Linked DNA regions of Sus scrofa: region 1 is linked to region 2. Evidence: chromatin contacts called from public HiChIP or PLAC-seq data. All regions are on one chromosome and are shown on one strand. The core of a region is the stretch at or near the end of the contact, and the rest is flanking DNA. Distances in the headings are between cores, read along the strand shown. Region 1 holds the start of MRPL58 (mitochondrial ribosomal protein L58). Region 2 holds the start of SUMO2 (small ubiquitin-like modifier 2).

Region 1 (4,107 bases), core at 13-2,512, 150 kb after region 2:
ATGCTCCTCTTCTCACTCTTCTCATAGCTTGCAGCCTTGCTTCTTCCAGGTTCTTACGCAAATGTCACCTTCACAGACCATCCTACTTAAAACTGCAACACTGCATACCCCTACCTCCTTCTTCCTTCCAGGCTTTATGTTCTCTAAAGTACTTATCACCATCTCACATACTTCGTATTACTGACTCTATTTGTGGCCTGTCTCCCTCCATTAAGCAGATAAGTCAACTAGCACTGCACTAGTATTTTTTTTTCTTTTTTGGGGGCCAAGACCATAGCTTGTGGAGGTTCCTGGACCACGAACTGAACCTGCACCACAGCAGTGACCAAGCCACTGCAGTGACAACGTGGAATCCTTAACCTGCTGCATCAACAAGACAACTCCTGCATTAGAATTTTTGTGTTTTGTTCTACCCCATGCCTAGCACGGAGTACACAACATGCTTTCAACAGACGTTTGTTGAATGAGTGAATGAACAAAGGAATGAATGAACTGCTCTCTTTCAGTCCTGTGGGTGAAAACTCGGTAGAATGAGTGGGTCCCATCTCTCCTGCTCTGGGCCCTGCTGCAGCACCTGCATACAGCAGGCTGTCAATAAAGGCATCCTGAGGAAACCAACTTGAAGCTCTGTTTTCTCAGGCGTGCTGGGGTTCCTAGAGGCTAAGGACAGTATAATTTGCCAGAAGGTTCCAAAAGAGAGCAACTTGGCAGCTTCCTGCCTTAATTGTCCACTGTGGAGGTCAATTTTGCCTTGAGACAAGAATTTGCGCCTGAGGGACGGGGAATGAAACCAGAAAAGCTAAAGTCTCATAAGAAGCACACCCCGTGCACTCTCCCCGGGCCGGCACACCTCGAGCAACGCGCGACGCCGCCACCCGCCCAAGCCAGCCCAGTTCCCGGTTGCTAGGGCAACCAGCCTCCTCCCGCCGCGACCGCCACATTTGCGTGCATCAGCCCCTAGGATTAGCTGCACGCCGGGCCAATCCGGCCCCGGCTTCCTGCCTTCACCAGCGGAGTCGAGGAAACACCCCTTCCGCCCTGCCCTCCCGGCTCACCGGGAGCCTCCAGGCGGTGTCCGAGCCCCGCGACTCGGGGTAGAGCTTGTCCAGGCTGTAGATGCTCTGGAATTCGGTGCCCTCTACCTGTTTGTGCAGAGCGCGGCGGGGATAGCGCGTGGGCGACGGCAGCAGCCAGGCTCCGGCTCGGTTCAGGCCCCAGCGCAGGCACCGGGCGGCCGCCATGTTGGGATCTCTGGGCCGCTTCCGGTGGGCGCTTCCTTCCGCGGTCCGCGGGCTCGCGCTTTCCTCGGGACTTTGGTTCCGCGTGGCCTTGATCTTCTGCGGTCGGAAGAAGGCGAGCTCAGATCCATCCCGGCGTTGGTCTCACGCGGAGCATATTAGAGGCTTCCCATCGGCCGCCTCCGGGAGGCCTGGTTGGTGATCTGAGGGCACCTGCCGCGGTGGGAAAAACGTTGGCCAGACAGCGAGCTCTCAAGGGCGCCTCCTGGTGCAAAGAGCCCCCGGATGTCGTGTCCCCCAGAAACACCGCTTCTCTCCTTTTCAGTCTGTGCCCTCCTGGACCGCTCTTCCCCTCAAATCTCGCAGCATCGGCGGGGCCTGCCCTAGTTCATCTCCATCGCCTTTACTCTTTTCCACGTTTTTTGTTTTTTGTTTTCCTTTCACATCGCTCAAACTTTTCTATTGCCTGTTTCCCAGCAAGAATAACCACCAGGAGGGCACTGGCTCACCGCTGGATCCCCAGTATCCAGAACCTGGCATATCATAGGTGCTCAATAAATATTGATAAGAGGAAATGCGTTTTTGAAAGTTGAGTTCCGCTAGAGCTGAGTTTATGACTTCAGGCTCATTCACAAGGCAACCTATAAGCAAATCCCTGCTGAACACCTGTGTGAAGGCAAATACCCGATGGAAGGAGAGAGGTGGGCGGGTTGAAAAAGACGTATTTAAAAAAGTGAAGCCCCACCCCCGCTTTGTGGAGCATGATGCAGTTTCTCCTAGCCAGGAGAAAAGGGGAGAATGGGGAAGTAGGTAGAGATTCTTTTTACAGGGCTGTTAGGAAAACCAGGAGTTCTCTTGCGGCTCAGCGGGTTAAGGATCCTGTGTTGTCACTGCAGTGGCTGGGGTCACTGCTGTAGCATGCGTTTGATTCTTGGCTGGAAATTCCCCATGCCGCGGGTGTGGAAAAAAAAAAAAAAAAAAGAAAAGAAAAGAGAGGAAGAAATGAACTTCAAAACTGAGAGGTTCTAACTCTGAGAAAGGTTCAAAATAGAGCAATGTTTGGAAACAGTTAAGCGTTAGCTAAGTTGCTTTGCTGAGAGGCGGTTTGGCAAATAGAAACAGCTCAATGAACATTAGTGATTATTAGTAACACTGGTGGCTGTTTCTTAATGGCAGGTTCTATTTTTAGGAAAAGCATAATTACCTAGAAAAACATGCCCCTGGGAATGCTGGCTGTTTGAAATAGGAGATTGTCATCAAGTCCAGGCTTTACCGTCTTAGCCTCATTGATACAGGCAAATTCTGGAGGAGGGAAAAAATGCTTGTGGAGCTGGGGCTTTGTAAACCCAAACTAGGAAGGGAATGGCAATTGACATGCGCCTTTTGGTCTCTAGGCTGAAAGGGGAGTCTCCGGGGACCCTCCCTGCCCGACTTAGTCTCAAGACCTCAGAGGGAACAGAGGCGTCTCCATGGTGACTGGAAAAAGCTGCTCAGGGGAGCAAAGCCAGGGACTGGCCCAGGTCGACAGCTCAGGGATTATAAATAATAAAATGAGCACCATTTCATGGCATCTTTGCTCTGAGCCTGGGCTCCAGCTCTGCACCTGACCCAGAGTGGAAGGAAAAGGAAGCTGCAGGTTTCCATGGCCCCAAATAAATGCAGCCTGCTCGGGCCATCTGGTGGCCTGGATTCTGGGAGAGGAGGGGGGTAGAGAAGAGAATGGAACAAGCCACCCTGGGGTGGAAAGAAGAGCAGCTGGCAAGCTCCTTTCACCTGCTGCTGCTATGAACCATCCAGAACAGAGGCCCTTCTGGGAGAAACAGGCCTGAGGTGTGCCACCTGTTCCCTCAAAAAGGTGGAACCCAAGGCTGAGGCAAGCCTTCTCTTTCACCACACTGGGCCTCTATAGGCTGAAATGGTGCTTTAGGAAGGGGACATGCATAGGGGTGAGAAGACAGAGGGGAAGACAAGATAAAGCATCACTAAGCTGGAGTTCCTGTTGAGGCTCAGCGGGTTAAGAACCCGACATATTGGGAGTTCCCATTGTGGCGCTGTGGAAAACGAACCCAGCTAGTATCCATGAGGATGCAGGTTCAATCCCTGGCCTTGCTCATTGCCGTGAGCTGTGGTATAGGTGGAAGCTGCTGCTCGCAGCAGTGGCTGTGGCTGGCAGCTATAGCTCCAATTCGACCCCTAGCCCAGGAACTTCCATATGCTGCTAGTGCAGCTCTAAAAAACAAAACAAAACAAAAATTCCTGACATATTGTCCAAGAGGATAAGGGTTCGATCCCCTGACCTCACTCAGTGGGTTAGGGATCTGGCATTGCCACAAGCTGCAGCATAGGTCGAAGATGCAGCTTGGATCTGGCATTGCTGTGGCTGTGGCATAGACCAGCAGCTGCAACTCGCATTCAACCCCTAGCCTGAGAAGGTCCATATGCCGCAGGTGTGGCCATAAAAAGACGAAATCATTAAGGCCTTTCTGGTAGCTGAGGAGCGTAGACACCAAGCCTCCTCTATAGCTGTGGGTTGGGATACCACTCTCATGTAGGCGGTCCACGGGATCTTCCTGTCTTTTCTGGAGTGTCCTAGGTCAGACTGGCTCTTAAAAGTCCTCACCACATGGAGCTAGGGCACCTGCAGCTGCACAGTGGAATTGATCAGGTCTGGATTCGACTATTTCTATGCGACTGAATTACTAACCTTATCTCTAAGCCTCAGGATCCCCATCGGTAAAGCGGAGATTTTTATAGCTGCCTCATAAGGTGGCTGAGGGCATTAGACTCACGGAAGACACTTAACACGCTCTGGGGCATGGGGCAGCAGGCATCAAACATTAGCTGTTACTAAGGGAGGCTAAGTGTGCAG
Region 2 (3,824 bases), core at 87-2,586:
AGTCTGTGGTGACCTTGCAGAAGGTTTTTGTGGAGCCAGATTGCAGTGGATTGAGGAGTGAGTGGGAGGTGAGGGGGGGGGAGACAGCTGGAGTGGACATTTTTCAAGATGTTTGGCCAAGAATGGAGAGAGATATGGCGATAACTTCAGAAGGAACTAGAATTGACAGTCTTTTTCTTTTCTTTTTTTTGGTCCTTTTTTTTTTTTTTTTTTTTTAAGGGCTGCACCGGTGGCATATGGAGGTTTCCAGGCCAGGGGTCGAATGGGAGCTACAGCCGCCAGCCTACACCACAGCCACAGCAACTCCAGATCCGAGCCCCATCTTCGACCTACACCACAGCTCGTGGCAACACCCACAGAGCAAGGCCAGGGATCAAACCTGTGTCCACATGGATGCTAGTCGGGTTTGTTTCTGCCGAGCGAAGATGGGAATTCTCTGAGTCTTTTTCTATTCTAATGTAGGAGTGGAAGAAAATACAAGAGAAAGGAAATAATCGAACTTCTGAGAGGAGCAGGAGAGATCCAAGGCACAAATGTCAGGATTGTTCCTAGGACAGGAAGGACCTACTTCCATTTCTGAGCCAGATGGATGGAGGAAACGATGGCCTGGTTTGGAACCTTGGTAATGGGTACCTCTCTCTCCGGATTCTGTGGCCTCTTGGAGGTTGGAAGCCAGGCTATGCGTAAGGAGTCTGTAGGAGGAACCTTTCCCCTCAGCTAGTCTAAGTATAAGGTTTCCAGCACGACGGAAGTAGTCACGGCCCTAAGGCAAGAGCCCGGTGGGAAGCGGGTTGAGGCTGAGGATTTAAGATTCGAGGGATGAGAGGCTGGCTGGAAGTGGGATGTCCCTCTGACCCTGAGGAAAACTGCATCTGGGCCACCGATTGAGAGGGTTTTTTTTTCCCAGAACTTCATGCTGGGCTCTGATTTAGGCTCCCCTTTCCTCGTCTAGGCAGCCTGCCTTCCCCGGCTTGTGCCTCACGTCTAGGCCTCAAGCCTCCTCGTCCCCACCGAGGACCAGCTGGAAGCCATTTTGATTAAGCTCCACCACAGGAGGAGGACAATACAGCCCCGCCCAGAGCCAGGCGCGCCCCCGCGGCGGGCCGGGTGCGCGTGTCCGCGCCTCTTCCCGCCGGCCTGGCGGGCGCCGGGCTCAGGCCAGGGCGGCGCGGGGCGGGGGGTGGGGGTGGTTATGTAAGCGTTGCGCGCTCCCGCGAGGCGGCAACCAATGAGAAGCTGCGGAGGCTCGTGCTCGCGCACGCAGGGTGGGGGGAGGGAGCGCACGACGTGCGCGCGCCCTCTCCCTCCTCCACCGCTGCCGCCTCCTTCTTCTGCCGCTCCTGGTGCTGCTTGTGTGCTCGTTCGGTGCGGACCTGGTACCTCTTTTGTGAAGCGGCAGCTGAGGAGACTCCGGCGCTCGCCATGGCCGACGAAAAGCCCAAGGTGAGCTCGGCGCCGGCCTCCTCGCCTCGCCGCGCGGCCGGGGTCACGGTGCGGGCCGGGGTCCGGCCCGAGCCCGCCGCGGGCTCCCCGCGCCTTCCCGGGCCCCCCACGGGGCGGCCGCGGCTCAGGCCCCGGCGCTCCGCGCCATTTTCCTCCCTCCCCTCTTCCTCCCTCCCGCGCCGGAGGAGGCCCCGCCGCCCTCCCCCGCCCCCGGCCGCCTCGGAGTGCGCGCCGGGCGCGAGTTGGGCGGGCAAATCGCGGACGCCCGCGGGCCCACCGGCCGCGAGCGGGGCTTCTCGGGCCCGGCCGGGCGGGCGCGCGTGACGAGGGGCGTTAGGGCGCGCGGTGTCCCCACCCTCCGCGGACCCTGCGCCGGGCCGCGGCGGGTGTTGCCGCCTCGGTGGTGGCGGGGAGTTCCCTCCGCCCCGGGCTTCCCCCCTCAGGGGTCGGGGCCGCGGGCATCTGGGGACCCCTGCCCCGGGCCGCCCTGGCCGGGTGAAGGCTCGGGGCGAATCAATGAGCAGCCGATGGGTTGGAAGCCGGATGCCCGTCTGGCCGTCGTGAGGGGCCGGGGATTGGGGATTCCCGGGGAGTATTTCCCACTTTTTTGGTGAGGCTGGGCAGGGGCTTTTCCTTGGGTCCTAGATAACCCCTAAGCTGCCGAGACCATGTGGTTTTGAGAAGTTGGAGGCAGATGTACGAGCAGAGAGACTTTGTAGGGCTTAACTTTTTAAACGCGGGTTTTGAGGCGCTGGGAGGCTTCTCCCTGGAGGACTAGGGCACACACTTCTTCCTGGCACACGGGCTACTTTCTTTGAGTTTGTTTTGTGACACCGCCTCCCTTCTGAAGAGATTTAAGGGCAACAGAGTTCCTTCTATACTTGATTTTGGTAAACTTCAGATTGGGTCGAAATCTACAAGGAAGACTTGCAATATAACAGCATTTGACTCATGACAACAAAGGGGAGGGGAGAATAAGCTCCCAACTAAAAATAAACAAAAATGAAGCTGCTCGTAGAGGCGAACAATAATAGTGGTTCTGAGTTATTACCGTTGCTTCGAAGAGAATCAAAGGATATTCTTCAATTAAGGTGGTTTTTTTTTTAAATCTACTTTGAGGTTTGTTATTAAACTGAATTTGGTAACTTTTTAACAGAGTCGTCTTAGAGTTTTGAATTGCAAGCTCTAGATTTTTTTCTTGCATTCTGTACTCTTAAGTACTTTGAAGAGAGACGATGCTTGTTTTTAATCTTTTTAGAGGAAAGGTATATTCTGAGAGATATGAAATATGTCATTAAAAAAACTCAGATTCAAGAGGGCATTGCAGTAAATTGAGTGGGACCTATCTTCGAAGATCGATTGTTGACAAGAATAGTATTGGATGTAGACTGCTTTTGTGTTTCTCTGACAGCTGTTTAATATTGTTGCTTTGGGATTTCTCATCTTTCAGACTGATTTCAGCAGCTGAAAACAACTGTATTCTTTTATCATAGAGAATGAGAAACCTGTTGATTTCCGAAGCAACTTGGGCTGCTGCTGCTTTGTATGGTGTTTGTTTTCCACATTTTCCAAATTATGCTTTTCTTTTTCTTTCAACAGGAAGGAGTCAAGACTGAGAACAACGATCATATTAATTTGAAGGTGGCGGGGCAGGATGGTTCTGTGGTGCAGTTTAAGATTAAGAGGCATACACCACTTAGTAAACTAATGAAAGCCTATTGTGAACGACAGGTGAGGAATTGACATGTGTACTTCCACTGAATAAAGCTTATTTTAAAAGAACAAACCTTATTTTCTTAAGAATAGAAACTAGATTAGCGTAATATGACAATAGACTGTCTTTGCTAGAATGAATAGGTACTTATATACTTTACCCATCAGTTTTTATCATACACTTGGTTTGCTGATTCTTCATGAAACCCCTTAGGGTGTTTCGGTTAATAATCATATATGATTCTGATTCTATGCCAGAATTGGATCAAGTTATTTTCACAACACGTGCTTTGTTCCCAAGGGCATGTAATTTTACTTTTATAAGAAAATAAGAATGAACTTTCTTAAAATCTTGTCAGGCTCTTATTTATCCATTTAAAATTTGCCTTCTGTCATATTTATGTTTGGAGTATTTTAGCCAATTTGGAAATAACATTAAATGTGAGTTTAAGGACATTGCAGTTTTCCTAAAGCATGTAAAACTGTAGTATTTTCTTTTTACACTAGTAGTAGGGATCAAGACATTTAACCGCCTGAGCCACACATAAACATTCCTATGTTGTAGGGACATTTGAATTTGACTCAGAAAATAGTAAATTTTTTACATTAAGAGGAAGTAGAAATGAACAGATGCTGGGAGGTAAATATTAGCTATAAGGCAAAGACGC

What was found. HiChIP or PLAC-seq counts read pairs in DNA pulled down with a chosen protein or histone mark.
Region 1: an H3K27ac HiChIP or PLAC-seq map of alveolar macrophages shows a contact between it and region 2. The contact joins the promoter of MRPL58 here to the promoter of SUMO2 in region 2. A contact is called at or near these places in 1 of 5 promoter capture datasets (fetal liver) and 1 of 2 datasets of contacts at active chromatin or transcription factors (alveolar macrophages).

The regions. Positions count from the first base shown.
Region 1 is chr12:6,264,603-6,268,709 of Sscrofa11.1, forward strand. MRPL58 (mitochondrial ribosomal protein L58) reads right to left here and starts at 1,263. Exons shown (of 6, transcript NM_001244295.1): 1 at 1,056-1,263. The coding sequence starts at 1,241.
Region 2 is chr12:6,115,358-6,119,181 of Sscrofa11.1, forward strand. It overlaps SUMO2 (small ubiquitin-like modifier 2), which reads left to right and starts at 1,337. Exons shown (of 4, transcript NM_213984.1): 1 at 1,337-1,443; 2 at 3,043-3,174. The coding sequence starts at 1,423.